Regions from separate parts of the Zea mays genome. Here region 2 is linked to region 1. The links are chromatin contacts, called in public Hi-C maps. All regions are on one chromosome and are shown on one strand. The core of a region is the stretch at or near the end of the contact, and the rest is flanking DNA. Distances in the headings are between cores, read along the strand shown. Region 1 holds the start of LOC100283451. Region 2 holds the start of LOC100278906.

The links. A called contact is a pair of places that touch in the nucleus more often than the background predicts.
Region 2: a Hi-C map of leaf shows a contact between it and region 1, with 6 times the contacts expected there. The contact joins the promoter of LOC100278906 here to the promoter of LOC100283451 in region 1. A contact is called at or near these places in 2 of 25 Hi-C or Micro-C datasets (ear and leaf).

Annotation. Positions count from the first base shown.
Region 1 is chr9:117,328,493-117,335,298 of Zm-B73-REFERENCE-NAM-5.0, forward strand. LOC100283451 reads left to right here and starts at 4,345. Exons shown (of 7, transcript NM_001156352.1): 1 at 4,345-4,686; 2 at 4,794-4,912; 3 at 5,729-6,158; 4 at 6,399-6,668. The coding sequence starts at 4,615.
Region 2 is chr9:117,516,756-117,523,561 of Zm-B73-REFERENCE-NAM-5.0, forward strand. LOC100278906 reads left to right here and starts at 2,671. Exons shown (of 2, transcript NM_001152030.2): 1 at 2,671-2,920; 2 at 3,498-4,739. The coding sequence starts at 2,861. The coding sequence ends at 4,223.

The DNA.
Region 1 (6,806 bases), core at 3,095-5,594:
CGCAGGGGTGCCGACGTCGTTGACTCGCTCTGGTCCGACAGCCGACGAGGTGCCGCCTCCTGCCTGGCCATGGTTGCCCCGTCTCCTCCTCCTCCGGCGAGGAGGGTGGCGGGGCAAACCCGGGTGTTCCTCTTCTGCCGCGGGGAGATGCCATCGTTGAGTTCGCCTCCGCCGGGCGAGCCGACGACCGTCGTTGTTGTCGTGCTGCGAGGGGAGGAGTACCATGTCGTAGCTGCCGTCGCGGGACATGAACTCGAGACTCCCGAAGCGGAGCACCGTCCCGGGCTGGAGAGGCTGCTGAAAGCTACCCATCTGGAACTTCAACGGGAAAGTGTTTGTCAACACGCATCAGGCCCCTACCTGGCGCGCCAACTGTCGGCATTTCGGACCCGCGAGGACCATCAACCGACCAGCGAATTTGTCGCTGCATGTCCCTGCCCAGATGGGTTGATGCAAGATGGAACACAAGAGGGGAATGAGGCTTATGTTATCTTGCACCAGGGTGCTCGTAGTAGGGGTTACAAGCGTCGCGAGAGAGCGAGAGAGAGAGAGGGAGAGAGTTCGGCCCTGAGGTGAGCTATCTGAGTTTGTCTCTCCTACTCTACCTGCCTCCGCTCGTCTGCGTCGTGCATCCGTCCTCCCCTTAGGAAGGCCCTGGACATTCCCTTTTATAGATACAAGGAGATGCCCAGCTGTACAATGGGGGTGTAGCTATGTGCTAACGTGGCTGGCGGAGAAATGCCTTGAGCCCTGTACATGTACTAACGTGCCCGTCGGAGAAGTGCCTTGAGCCCTGTAGAAGCATAGCTGGTGGTGCGGCATGGATCCTGCTGACGTTTCCTTGCTTCCGTAGGGGGTTGAGAGCAACCGACGTCATGGGCGCACCCGGGGAACCATCATTACCTGTTACCGGAGTAATCTAGATGGGACACCGGTCTTGTTCCTTCATAGCCTGAGGCAGCTAGCTAGGGGTAGGGTAATGATGTATCCCCTGTAGCGTAGTCGGTCCGAGGCCGAGGTCGGGCGAGGCGGAGACTTCTCCTGAGGCCGAGGCTGAGGTCGGGCGAGGTTGTGACTCCTCCCGAGGCTGAGGCTGAGGCCGAGGCCCAGGGTCGGGCGAGGCGGAAACCTTCTTCCGTGGCCGAGGCCTGGGGTCGGGCGAGGCAGAGCTCCCTGTTGCGCCCGAGGCTGAACTCGGGGGAGGTTGTGACTTGCTGTTGTCAGTTTTACCCTGGTGGTTGGCACAGTAGTCGGAACGGGGTGAATAGCGCCGTTTCCCTGTCAGAACGGTCAGTAAAGGGGCGAAGTGACTGCGGTCACTTCGACCTTGCCGACTGAGGCGCGCGTATCAGGATAAGGTGTCAGGCGATCCCCGCATTAAATGCGCATGATATACGGTCGGTTGGTAAGGCGATTTGGACGAGGTCGCTGCACGACAAAGTTCGCCCGAGCTTAGCCTTGGGTGAGACGGGGGTGTGTCTGCTGACTGAGGGGACCCTCGAGCGAGGCGTGAATCCGTCCGGGACTACTGTTCTCGCCCGAGGCTGGGCTCGGATGAGGCCGCGTCCCTTGGTAGACGATGACTTGACTTGAACCGCGCTTCATCAATCGTTTATGATTTGTTCTGAAGATGTTTTCCAGCCGTGTTTAGGAACATTGGGGGTACCCCTAATTATGGTACCCGACAGATTTAAACTAAACTAGACAAAACTAGAAATGATTTAATATTTATGTACCACTAATAGTATTGAAATAATATTAAAAAATACTTATACTTATACTACTAAATAGTTGCAATGCATCATTAATAGTATTAATATTAAATAATTTGTCACTAATTAAAGATAGAAAACTTTTAAATAGATTTACTATATCTGGTTGTTCGCCCATACAGATAAATATCGAATATTTATATTTTTATCAAATACGAATATAAAATATGATAAAGAAAAATAGAAAAAAAATTCAGATACATCTATCTATATTAGATATAGATATGAATGTGAATATCCTTTTTACAAGTTTTAACGGATGCGAATTTACATAACTTTCAATTTTCACAAATTTACTAGACAATTACTCGTTCTTTACTACGATTGTTATATATCATACTAGTCAGTTGTCCGTGCTTTGCTACGGTTTTATATATCATATAAATAGATATTAAGATTTTATTTAAATATAATTATTGTTTATTTCTAAACACTAAGATATGTGTGGTCTTAGTCCCAAATTTCCGGAGCTGGGTGTGGGTTCGAGTGCTCGCTCTGCATTTTATTTGCGCGGTGTGGTAGCTGCGTGGGTGGGATCGGCGTGGCTGTGTGGGCGTTGGGATCCACAGAGCAGTAGCTAAGAGAGGGGCGAGAGAACAACGTGGGGCGAGCCTAAAGTGTCAGCGTGTCCACAGGGCGGGTGGGCCTAGAGTGTCAGCATGTCCACAGGGCAGAGAGGGACAGGAGAACCAGTCGCGACGCGTGGGGTGGGCCTAGCGTGTCAGCGTGGAGGGTAAAGGTATGGTAGCACCAGTGCCCACATTAGATTTGTTAATAGATTATATATATTATAGATAAATAAGTATTAAGATATTTATTCAAATATACTTATTGTTTATTTTTAAACACTAAGATATGTGTGGTCTAGTGGTCCCAAATTTCTGGAGGAAGGGGGCGTGGGTTCACGTGCTCGTCTTGCACTACTTTTTATACGGTGTGGTAGCGCGGAGAGTGAAACCGTAGTATCACCAGGTGTCCACGTTAGATTCTTAATATATTATATATAATATGTATAAATAAGTATTAAGATATTTATTAAATATATTTATTGTTTATTTCTAAACATCAGAGCATCTCTAAGAGCTCTTTAGAAAAGGACTCCTCAAAATCAGTTTTAAGGGTCATCTAAATAATTAGTAGGGGTAGATTTTAATCCTTTCTCCAACAGATCCCTTAAAGCGGCATATTGTTTCTGGTGAATAGAAAACCCCTCATTTGTAGCTATAAATAAGGGAGTTTTAAGGGCTATGAAAAAATTGTGAGCGCTTTAGGGGAACTGTTGGAGACACATTTTTGTGTTTTTCCCAAAAAAACTAGATTCAGGGGAGACTTCTGAGAAGCTCTTGGAGATACTCTTAAGATATGTGTGGTCTAATAGTCACAAATTTTTAGAGAAGGGGACGTGGGTTCGAGTGCTCATTTTGCACTATTTTTTGTGTAGACAGGGTTAGGTGCAGGCGCAGTAGCTGGCCGCCTGCGCCGGAGTCCACGTGACAGGAGAGTAGTATAGATTTTCAGCATTAGCTGCGCCAGCTGATCCTATACGATTCAAGATGATAAGATAGAAATGTGACCCCTAAGGCCTTGTTCGTTTGTGTCGGATCGGTAGGTCGGAACGATTCTAACCGGATTGCTTCTCTAATTTATATAAATTTTGATTAGTTGGAACAATTCCGGGTGCAATCCGATAGAAACGAACAAGGCCTAAGAGAGCTGAAAGCCGACTCGTTTCTCCCCCTGTTTCCATTTTCCAATAATGCGATACAGGCTTACAGCCCAGCAAAATTTGAGCCTGCACGTCCAGGATACAAGCGAGTAAAAAAAAAGGACTCATGAAATGGGAAGTCCATTCCACGACCACGAGACCACTATCTCCGAAAGCGTCTATAGACTTCGGGTACAAGACAAGACCGTAGCATCAGTAGCATGTTCTAGATTTTATAGAAAATATATGGGCTTGTTTACATGGCAGGAGCTAAAACAAAAATAACTAAAATTTAGTTATTTTAGAAGTTAAACTATAAGTGATTAAAATAATTAGCCTCTAAAGAGGAACTAAAATTTAATAAGATTGTTTTAGCTCTTAAATACAAACATATCTTATAGTATAACCTAAGAAACTTGTGTTTTTAATAACAGACGATGTCTATGATAATTAATTTTATTTATCTCGTTTTAAGAATCTATCCGTTTCGTCTTCAAAGATGAGTATATGTGCGTTGTGTTGTGTCTTAAACCGTAGTCTTAGAGAAAATATCATACTTCCTCTGTCCCATAAAAAATGTCGTTTTAATTTAACTTTTTTGATTGAAGTTTAATTGGCTCAGTTTATTAAAAAAATCATCATTATTATTTATTTTCGTTCTGATTTATTTTATCATATAATCTATTTTAACTATGAACTGGATTTTCTACATTTTCACATATATTTTAATGAAGACGAGAGTCAAATTTGATGTTAAAAAGTCAAATGACATTATTTATGAAATATAAAAATAATATAATGTAAAAACCATATACACAGTCGAATTAAAAACGCAGTAATTCGCAGGCGAAGCAGCCTTTCCCTTCCCTACAAAAAGAGGAGACGCGCGCACGCAAACCCGGAGGCCGGGAGGCGGAGGGCAGAGGCAGCACCGTCCCGTCCACCTGACCACCTCCACCATTTTTTCCTCTTCCTCCTCGCCTCCACCCCTTCCCTTCCATCTCTTCTCACCTGGCCACTCCTCTCCCTCTCTCCCGCGCCGATCGATTGGCCCACCCATCGATCGAGCACGGGAAGAAGATTCCAGTCCGGAGAGGTCTCAATTCGATCGGGCTCGTTCTGGTGTGGGTGGGCACCATGGCGGCCACAGAGGCCTCGGCAGACAAGAACGCCGTCTTCCGCAAGCTTCGCACCAAATCAGACAACAAGGTACTGTTGATTCAATTGATCGCGCTTTCTATCGCTCTGTGTGAGTGCCGTCCACGTGACTTTTTTTTCTGTGCGCGAATCGTTCTGATGGTGGTGCACGCGTGCAGATGTGCTTCGATTGTAACGCCAAGAACCCGACGTGGGCGTCCGTCACCTACGGTGTCTTCCTCTGCATCGACTGCTCGGCGGTGCACCGCAGCCTCGGCGTCCACGTCTCCTTCGTCAGGTCGCCTCGCCTCGCCTCACCTCACCTCACCTGCTTCCCTTTCCTTCTCACACTTGTCCATGTACGTGGAACTGTGGCCATGCCCCCGGTGCATGATAGTAATACTAATTTGCTGCAATGGTTGACTGATCGATCACGTGTACATATTAGTAATATTAATCTGCTGCAGTTGGTGACTGATTGATAACGTATTCGTATGTACAACTGCAATATGCAACAAATACAATTACATGAATGAAAATTTTGAATTTTGTTCTACCTGTTGTGATTTTGGTTCTCTTTTTTTTTCAGTTTTATCTGCTTATAATTTTTATGTGTTCTTGTATGCCTGCCACACTTGTTTGGATGCCATGTGATATGTAGTACCAAAGTCTGTTGTGATATGGTGTGGCATATGCATATTAGTACACAATATGCTATACATGAGGGTAAGGTTCAAAATTTTGCTTTAGTTTCATGTTTATTCGTAATTTTGCAGTGTCACCGGAGCAGTATGCTGCAAGGTACATTTGCAAAATTCCTCTATCATGATCCTGAGTGACATCAGTATCATACTATCATGGACTCAACATTGTTGCCATCTGACTTTGAGTAGATCTATTAAATATGAGCTATGGTCCAGGTTGACTTTCTCTGGATGTGATTTTTTGACATATAGGTCTTACATCTTTGGCACATGATATGCTTTTCCCTTCTGATCCTCACCAGTAACATCTTATTTTTTGGGAAATTTAACATAGTTCACTGACATTTTTACTTTATGCAGTTGCACATCGAATGACTGAATCAATACTGAAAAACAGCTACAATATGCAGGTCAACAAATTTGGATTCATGGACTCCAGAACAGCTGAAAATGATGGTCTATGGAGGAAACAACCGTGCACAAGCTTTCTTTAAGCAGCATGGTTGGACAGATGGTGGAAAAATTGAAGCAAAGTATACTTCAAGAGCAGCTGACTTGTACCGGCAGTTGCTTGCTAAAGAGGTCGCTAAAAGCGCCACTGAAGATGGCAACAATAGTTGGCCATCTTCACCAGTTGCAGCTTCCCAGGCTTCGGATCAAACTGCTGCGTTTCCAGATCTTAAGCTGACAGAGGTATCAAAAGAAAATGTAAGTGAAAAGGAAGACTCTGAGATTGTTCGTTCGCCTAGAGTTCCAACCCGTTCTATCAAGAAGCCGATTGGTGCTAAAAAGCCTGGAAATAAGACCGGCGGACTTGGTGCACGGAAGCTTACATCAAAGGTATGCGTTATTTAGTCTAAACTTCATTGACTTGAGAACACACTGCCATTTGGTCCTGTTTCTCTACTTATAGTTGTCATTTATCAAGTAACAATATCTGTTCTCCTATTTTGTACTGTGAGAAAAGGAAGTTCACTTTATAACTCTCTAATTTTATTTCTTCCTGCTAATCTAAAAAAAACTTTGTTTAATTGTCTGTTCAAGTAAAGTGAAATTTCCTGTCCAACTTCTGCATTGTAGCCAAATGAAAGCCTGTATGAGCAGAAGCCCGAAGAAACAGCTCCTGTCCTGCCATCATCGGTGATTGCAAGTACTACAGCTAGGAGCAAACCCCATACTTCCCGATTTGAGTATGTAGAAAATGCACCTGCTCCTAAGACTGGGAGCAGCTCAGAAGGCAATCTCATGAGTGGACATGTTGCACCCCCAAAGTCATCGAACTTCTTTGTTGAATTTGGGATGGACAGTGGATATCACAAAAAATCTACATCCAGTTCATCCAAAGTGCAGGTAACTGTTTTATTCAGACATATATGATTAATCATCATTCATCAATATGTGAACTCCATTGAGCAAGTATATTGTAAAGTCAGAACTAAAAAGAGGAACATTTGGTTCCACCATTTCACCTTATTTTGTACTAAGGGG
Region 2 (6,806 bases), core at 1,421-3,920, 190 kb after region 1:
TCAAATGTAATGTCTGTGGTTGACCGTTATATTTTACAATAACACCTTCCGCTACTCCACTCTACCAGTTTGGAGGGTCTTATACAGAGAAATCAGAGACGTTAAACTAAGATGATTGATGATGGTTTAATATGTGCACCATGTCCGTTAGATATAGTTTTCTATTATGTTAGTCAAGTAGTAGGGGGTGTACTTTTTACTTTATTTTCTATGATTAATCTGGCGGTCTCTAGACTTGGAAATTGACATACTAATACTAAACACACTGAGACAAAAGAAAAAAGAAAAAAGAAAGCGAAGACTTAACCGAACCTGGTACTATAGTCTGATGGATGGTGTGGTGTCCGGACACCGGACGATGTAACAACCAACGGTAAAGCTACAATGGCAAAGCTTTTCGCTGTTGAAACCGAGACGGAAAGGGGACGTCCGGCGAGGTCAAGACTTGTCCTGCCCTCTGCATTGCCCTGCTCGGCGGCGGCGCCGTACAGACACGGAAAGCAAAGCAGAAGCATAGAGTCTGCCGTTTCCTCGGAGCGAGTTTAATATTATAGATAACCCAATATATATAATAGTTAAACCTTTATAATTAATATATATATCTTATATCCGATATACTCATTTCGTTTCTTTTTAGTTGTCGTTGGATAGTTTAATTTTACACTATCTAGCGACAACTAAAACGAAACGAAGTGAGTATAATAATTAGATCTTTATAATTAATATATGGTTTACCTATTTCTTTTATATATATTTTTGATTCTCGTATATAAGTTGGTTATTAGTTTGTAGCTTGTTATTAGTTTGTAGCATGGAAACTGAGCATTTTTATTTTAAATCCATCCACCGTTGGTTAATAGATCCAAGGGGGGAAGATGTTGATTAGAGTCTGGAGCTCACTAAACTAATGGCCCTCCTTGCGAATGGCGCATCTGCTCGCTGACTACCGCGGCCGATGCTGCGATTCGAATTTCAAATGAATGGACTACATTCTTTCCCCTGTTTATGCCACTGTATATAGTAGTACTGGTAGTAGCAGAGAATAAACAAACAAGAGGGCTTGATTTTGTGGAGTTGGAGTTGGTAAACGTAGGGGAAATGGACCAGGAAGAACGGCATGACTCTCTTGTTTGTGCCGCAGTCCGCAGACAGCGACCCGTTGCCTATTCCGATTCCGACCTCTCAACTCAAGCCCGCCCTAGGCCGCGTTCGCCCGTTCTGCCCTCCCCGTGTTCTGTCGTTCTGCCTTCTCCCGTTCCGCGCGAAAAAAAAATCAAATCGTAGCTGCTCAGAGATCGAACCTTAGATCTATTGAGTAGAATGCCTAACCTTCCACCATCTAACCAACATGACTCATGTTGAGTTGTGGATAACTTCAACTAAGACTTTATTTGTGTTTAACCCGCCGTCCACTCTATATGCTCACTGAGTCTAGAAAAACATTTATAGCTTGATCCATAATCTTTCTGGAATTTGGGACGCAGTCCAGGAAATAAAGAAAATAGAGAAAATGAGTTTAGAAATTGATTTTTAGTTTAAAAATAATTGCAGAAACCCATTTAATTCATGGAAATTTCATATTAAATCCAAATAAGTTCATTCCAATTTCTATAATTCTATAATATTATTTTTTATCACATAATACCTCTGTTTTGTCATGAAAACAACAATAAAACTGATTTCCTAATTAATCCTATATCAAATACATAAAAACTTTGGAAATTCGTAACTTCCCCATTTTAATTCTAAATTGAACCGTTTCAGTTGTGTTAGTCTCGTATGAATATTTACTACGCAGTAACAACATTGATTATACCATGTTTCATACTTTTATAATTAGATATTTATTTATCCTATGTTAATTGGGTTAACCTATGTCTATTGGATTAATTTATTTAATATATTAATATAGTATTCTAACTTTATGGTTATACGATGTTTGACCATCAGTCTTGCAAACACACACACTTATCTTTTTGTTTAAGCAAAAGCGTATGGTGGTACGTGTCCGATGACTAACGATGTACGAGGGAATTTCTTCTGGTATGTGTGAAACGTGCTCTCCAATAATGAGACCATGCAAATCGTGACATATATCGAATTCTGCATGATACTGATGGTTGCAATGTAGTGGTGAAATAGATAGATTATAAATAACAAAATTTATGTATGGCCAGAATCATAAATTGATTATGAAACATTTTCTCATAACGGTATAACACATATTTTGTATATAAGTTATCGTAGTATACTGGTATTATATATTCCTGTTGCAACGTACTCCCTCCAGTGCAGTAAAGGTAGTCGTTTAGGACATGATTGTGCATACCAAGGAGTGATTAATTATCATAGAGTTTTCCCTGTTTGCCCCTATTAAATAGGGATATGGGTGCATTAACGTCACTAAAAGAATCAGGCTTGATTGGTTGCTGCAGCAACTCCAAGGCATTCTAGACTGGAGGTCTCAAGTTCGATTCCTCTTAAATGCATCTTTTTTTGTGCAATTACTAGGGGCAACAACGTCCAAATCCTAGACTCACACGCGCTATGACTTCTTTTTGTGCACGCTCGGTCACGCGCAGGATGACTTCTTTTACTGCACCGGAGGGAGTACAGGCATTCAGCTAGTAATAATGATATAAAGCCCGCCCACGCACTAGCCCATTTCCCCTCTGCTTGCTTCGCCTCGTCTGCCCTACCCCTGCCCTGTCCACATTTTCTTCCATTCCGGTTGCTCAACAAACAAAATATATATATCCTCGCTTTCCTTCCCGTCGCCGCCTGAAACCGCTGCGCTCTCGGCTTGGATAGCAAGGGTCTCAGTCTCTCAGAGGGAGCAAGAAGAGGATCTGAGGGTGAGATGGCGATCGACCACGAGTCCCCGTTCAAGGAGCTCCGCCTCAAGAACCGAAGGATCATGGTGAGTTACTTGGCCGGAACCGGTCGTCCCCTAGTTCCTCCCGTCCCCCTCACCCCCGCGCCGCGTGGCTTATGTAGCCCTGGGGCCTTCCATTCTTCGATTCTCCTCCTTGCGTCTTGCCAACCAAAGAGGAGTTTTCTTTCCGTCCCTGTTGGGACGTGTGCTTACTTCTGTGCAGCAATGGCGGCGGCGCCATAGATTGAACGAGTGTTTCTTATTGACCGCCTCGCCTCTTTCTTTGGGATCTCCGAAGTTGCCTTTATGAAGCCGTTGGCATCTCATTCTGGTTGTCTTGCTATCAAATGAATTTCGTGCCGCCGTTCCCCAAGCAATATCTTTTTTTTAAAAAAAAAATTTGAGCGCGAGCAACCAAATTTCTTGGCGATGGTTCCAATGAGATAGGAATATTACTATTCCATTTTGTTTGTTTGTTTCTTTGTCAATCTATCGCCGAACTTTTCTTGGCAAACAAAACAACCACTCCAAATGCTTCGTCATTGAGCAAAGTGGCTGTGCTATACTGCTATGTACCCCAGTCAAGTCAACTGAGCAATACCAATACGTGGTGTCCGTGCAGGGCGGCGGCGGCCCTGACCCTGAGCCGGAGGAGGAGGAGGAGGAGGGCGTCACGGCGGCGTACGCGGAGCGGTGGCCGCGGTGGCTGCAGCCGCTGCTGTCCGCGCGCTTCTTCGCGCAGTGCAGGACGCACAGCGACTCCAACCGCAGCGGCGAATGCAACATGTTCTGCCTGGACTGCTCGGCCGCCGGGGGCACGGGCACGGGCGCGGGCGCGCTCTGCTCGCTGTGCCTGGCGCAGCACGGGCACCGCGACCACCACACCATCCAGATCCGGCGCTCCTCCTACCACGACGTCATCCGCGTCTCGGACATCCAGCGCTTCATGGACATCGCCGGCGTGCAGACCTACGTCATCAACAGCGCCCGCGTCGTCTTCCTCAACGAGCGGCCGCAGCAGCAGAAGCCGGGTGGCGGCAAGGCCGCGTCGTCGTCGTCGGCCTCCGCCAACCTCTGCGAGGTCTGCGCCCGCAGCCTCCTCGACAACTTCCGCTTCTGCTCCCTCGGCTGCAAGGTCGTCGGCTGCTCCCCCGACGCCGCCAAGGCCAGGAACTGGCTCCTCCGGGCCGCCGACGGCGACGGTTCCACCACATCCTCCTCGGCCCCGCGCAACGCCGACAGGAAGCTGAGCTTCACGCCGCCCACGCCGCAGCCGACCCTGCCGACGAAGCGCCGCAAGGGCATCCCGCACCGCGCCCCGTTCGGCAGCCTCATCGTCGAGTACTAGAATCTCCTTCTCCCCCAGCCATCGCTGTCCACGTCCGTTGCTTCTGCATTGGCAGTTGGCACTACACGCGCGCGGTAGAGTGGAAGTACTCTTCAAACGACGGAATGGAATCGCACAGTGAGCCAGTGAATCCAGATTACAGGCAAGCCAATAGGTTGGCCACCACTTGGGTGGCCTGGCCCGCCTTTCTTTGCCACGGCACTTCGGTTGGTGGGTGCTTATCGAGGTGGATGCCATTTGCTCGCTGGCTTCGCTTTCCAGAAAGGGGAGGGAGGAGAAAGGAAGGTGGATGGATTGGATCGGACATCGGAGGAAGAATCAAAACCAGCTTTTCATCACTGTTCACGAGATATATGTTTCTTTCTGTCTGAGAAATACATGTAAATTTTATGTCTTGCTCTGCTCCAAATCATCGTAGCGGAGCAGTATAGCTAGCTTTTGTGATGCTTTTACCAGATTGTATTGTTATAGGTTGTCTGAAGAAACGAGATAACCAACGCACAGTGCTTGTGTGTTCATCTCATCTCATCATCTGTAATAATCATGCACTGGCATTGCATAGATGAGGAGGGTGCTCATACAAGGAGAGAGAGAGAGAGAGAGAAATCCTGAACAGGTTCCTGTGATGGATCATGCAGTTCTGATATTCATGCAGATCGGGTGATGGCTGAGGATAGGTCAGATACCGAGCGCTGTTGCCGCTTGATGATTTGTACTATGAGGAAGGAAAGCAAGGAAATGCCGTCACGTTACTGCCCACCACCAAGGAGGTTGCGTCGATGGAAACGCGATCGCATTGCTAAACGCAGTGGCTATTATATAATGTTAGTATCACGTTACGGGCCTCTTTGGCAGGGCTCTGGCTTCTCCAAAAATGGCTTTGACTCTGGCTCACGATGTGAAACCACTTCTTTAGATGAGCCAAAGCTATTCTAAAAATCATTTGGTAAAACGGCTTATAGGTTGTTTTTCAGAAAGACCCTTGTATATGTATATCTCTTCTGTACGTGGCTAGGGATTGAGGGCAGGACCAAAAAATAATAATTTGGACTGGTGGGAGGGCTATTGTGCAAAAATGACGTGAGCTGAAGCCAGGTGAGCCACTTTTTTTGGCTCATGCCCTCTAGTTCATTTTGGAAAAGCACTTCACTGGTGAAGCCATTTGAAAAATAGGTGTTTGGCACAACTTTTGCATGAGCCAGAGCCGAAGCTGAAAAATAAGCCCTACCAAAGGGGCCCTACGATTAGCAGTGTTCTTGTTCATCTAATCGTGGGTCACTGAACCGAGCAGTTTGCGTTGACGTGATGCTGAGACCTGCACTGTCAGGTACTACGTCATTGAACAGCTTGCTTTTTTGTTTTGGCGTAGGCGGCTCAGAACCAGTTCGCAACCTAACCTACTATGGTGATTGAATGGGGGACGGCTTTCTGGTATGGAAGGTGGAACAGAAGCATCTAGCTAGTGCCGAGGAGAGGAGGGCACAGCATCAGCTTCAGCAGCTGAAACGTATGCCGCCGCCGCCGCTCGCTCGCAGATATTCTTTGTAGCTAGCTTCCACGCGAAACAGCTTTGGTGCTTCCCTTTCCTCGAGGGGATGCTACAGTGCCATGGAAAGGGAAGGGGGAAAAAACAAAAAACAAAGTGGGGGTGTGCATTGCCGAAAAGGATGGGGGAAGGCGTTGTTATTTTATAAAAAATCAAAGTGGTGGACGATGTCGACGTGGATGGCAGTGGTCCTGGATTCTTGGTTGACTTTAGGATGGATGCCTGATGCCATACCCATACATCTTCTCTGCATAAACAGCCGATTATTAGTAGCATCTCCATCTGAGTAATGGCGTCGTTACACACGTACACAAGGTAAATGTTAGGCTTGAGCGACTTCATTTGTGAGTTGCATAGGCGCTGCCTGTCCTCACCTTTTACGGTGGCCCGGCCCTATAGGCTATAGTTAGTGCTGGGAGTTGGGGGTTGGTCCAGGACCAATCATGCTTCGGGTCAAACGGTCTCATACTAGAAAAGTCCAAAAAAAACTTTTAGGTCATGTTGTGTCAACGGTGGCATAGTCTCAAATACAGCCCATATATTTGAACCACATAAGGTTTAAATATTATAATCACATAAGGTCCATATGTTACTAAACTAAAGACATTAAACAATGTTTGCATCATTTGACTACGTAAATTCTAAATATTACAACGAGATAAAGTCCATATTTTACTAAATTAAAGAAATTATATGGGCTTCATTGCGTTGTGCTGGTCTAAACCCGGCCCATGCGTGCGGCCCTCAGGTCGTGCTAGCCCGGCCATATTATTTCGTGCTAGGCCGTACTTTAAGCTCCTGTTTTTGTCCTGTGCTTGTGCTGACCCAAAAACTTGGCCCATGTTCTCAGCACTACTATTTTGTTGATGACGCACGTACAATACACAACAAAACAACATTAGGCTTTTCACAATGGGTCAATAGGGGACGATATAATCCCCCTAAAGCCTTTGGGGTCAACCCTCACCCTGCAGCCATCGACGTTATACTCGACTGCATCGTTGCCGAGGTACTCTCCAACTTTAAATATGGCGCAG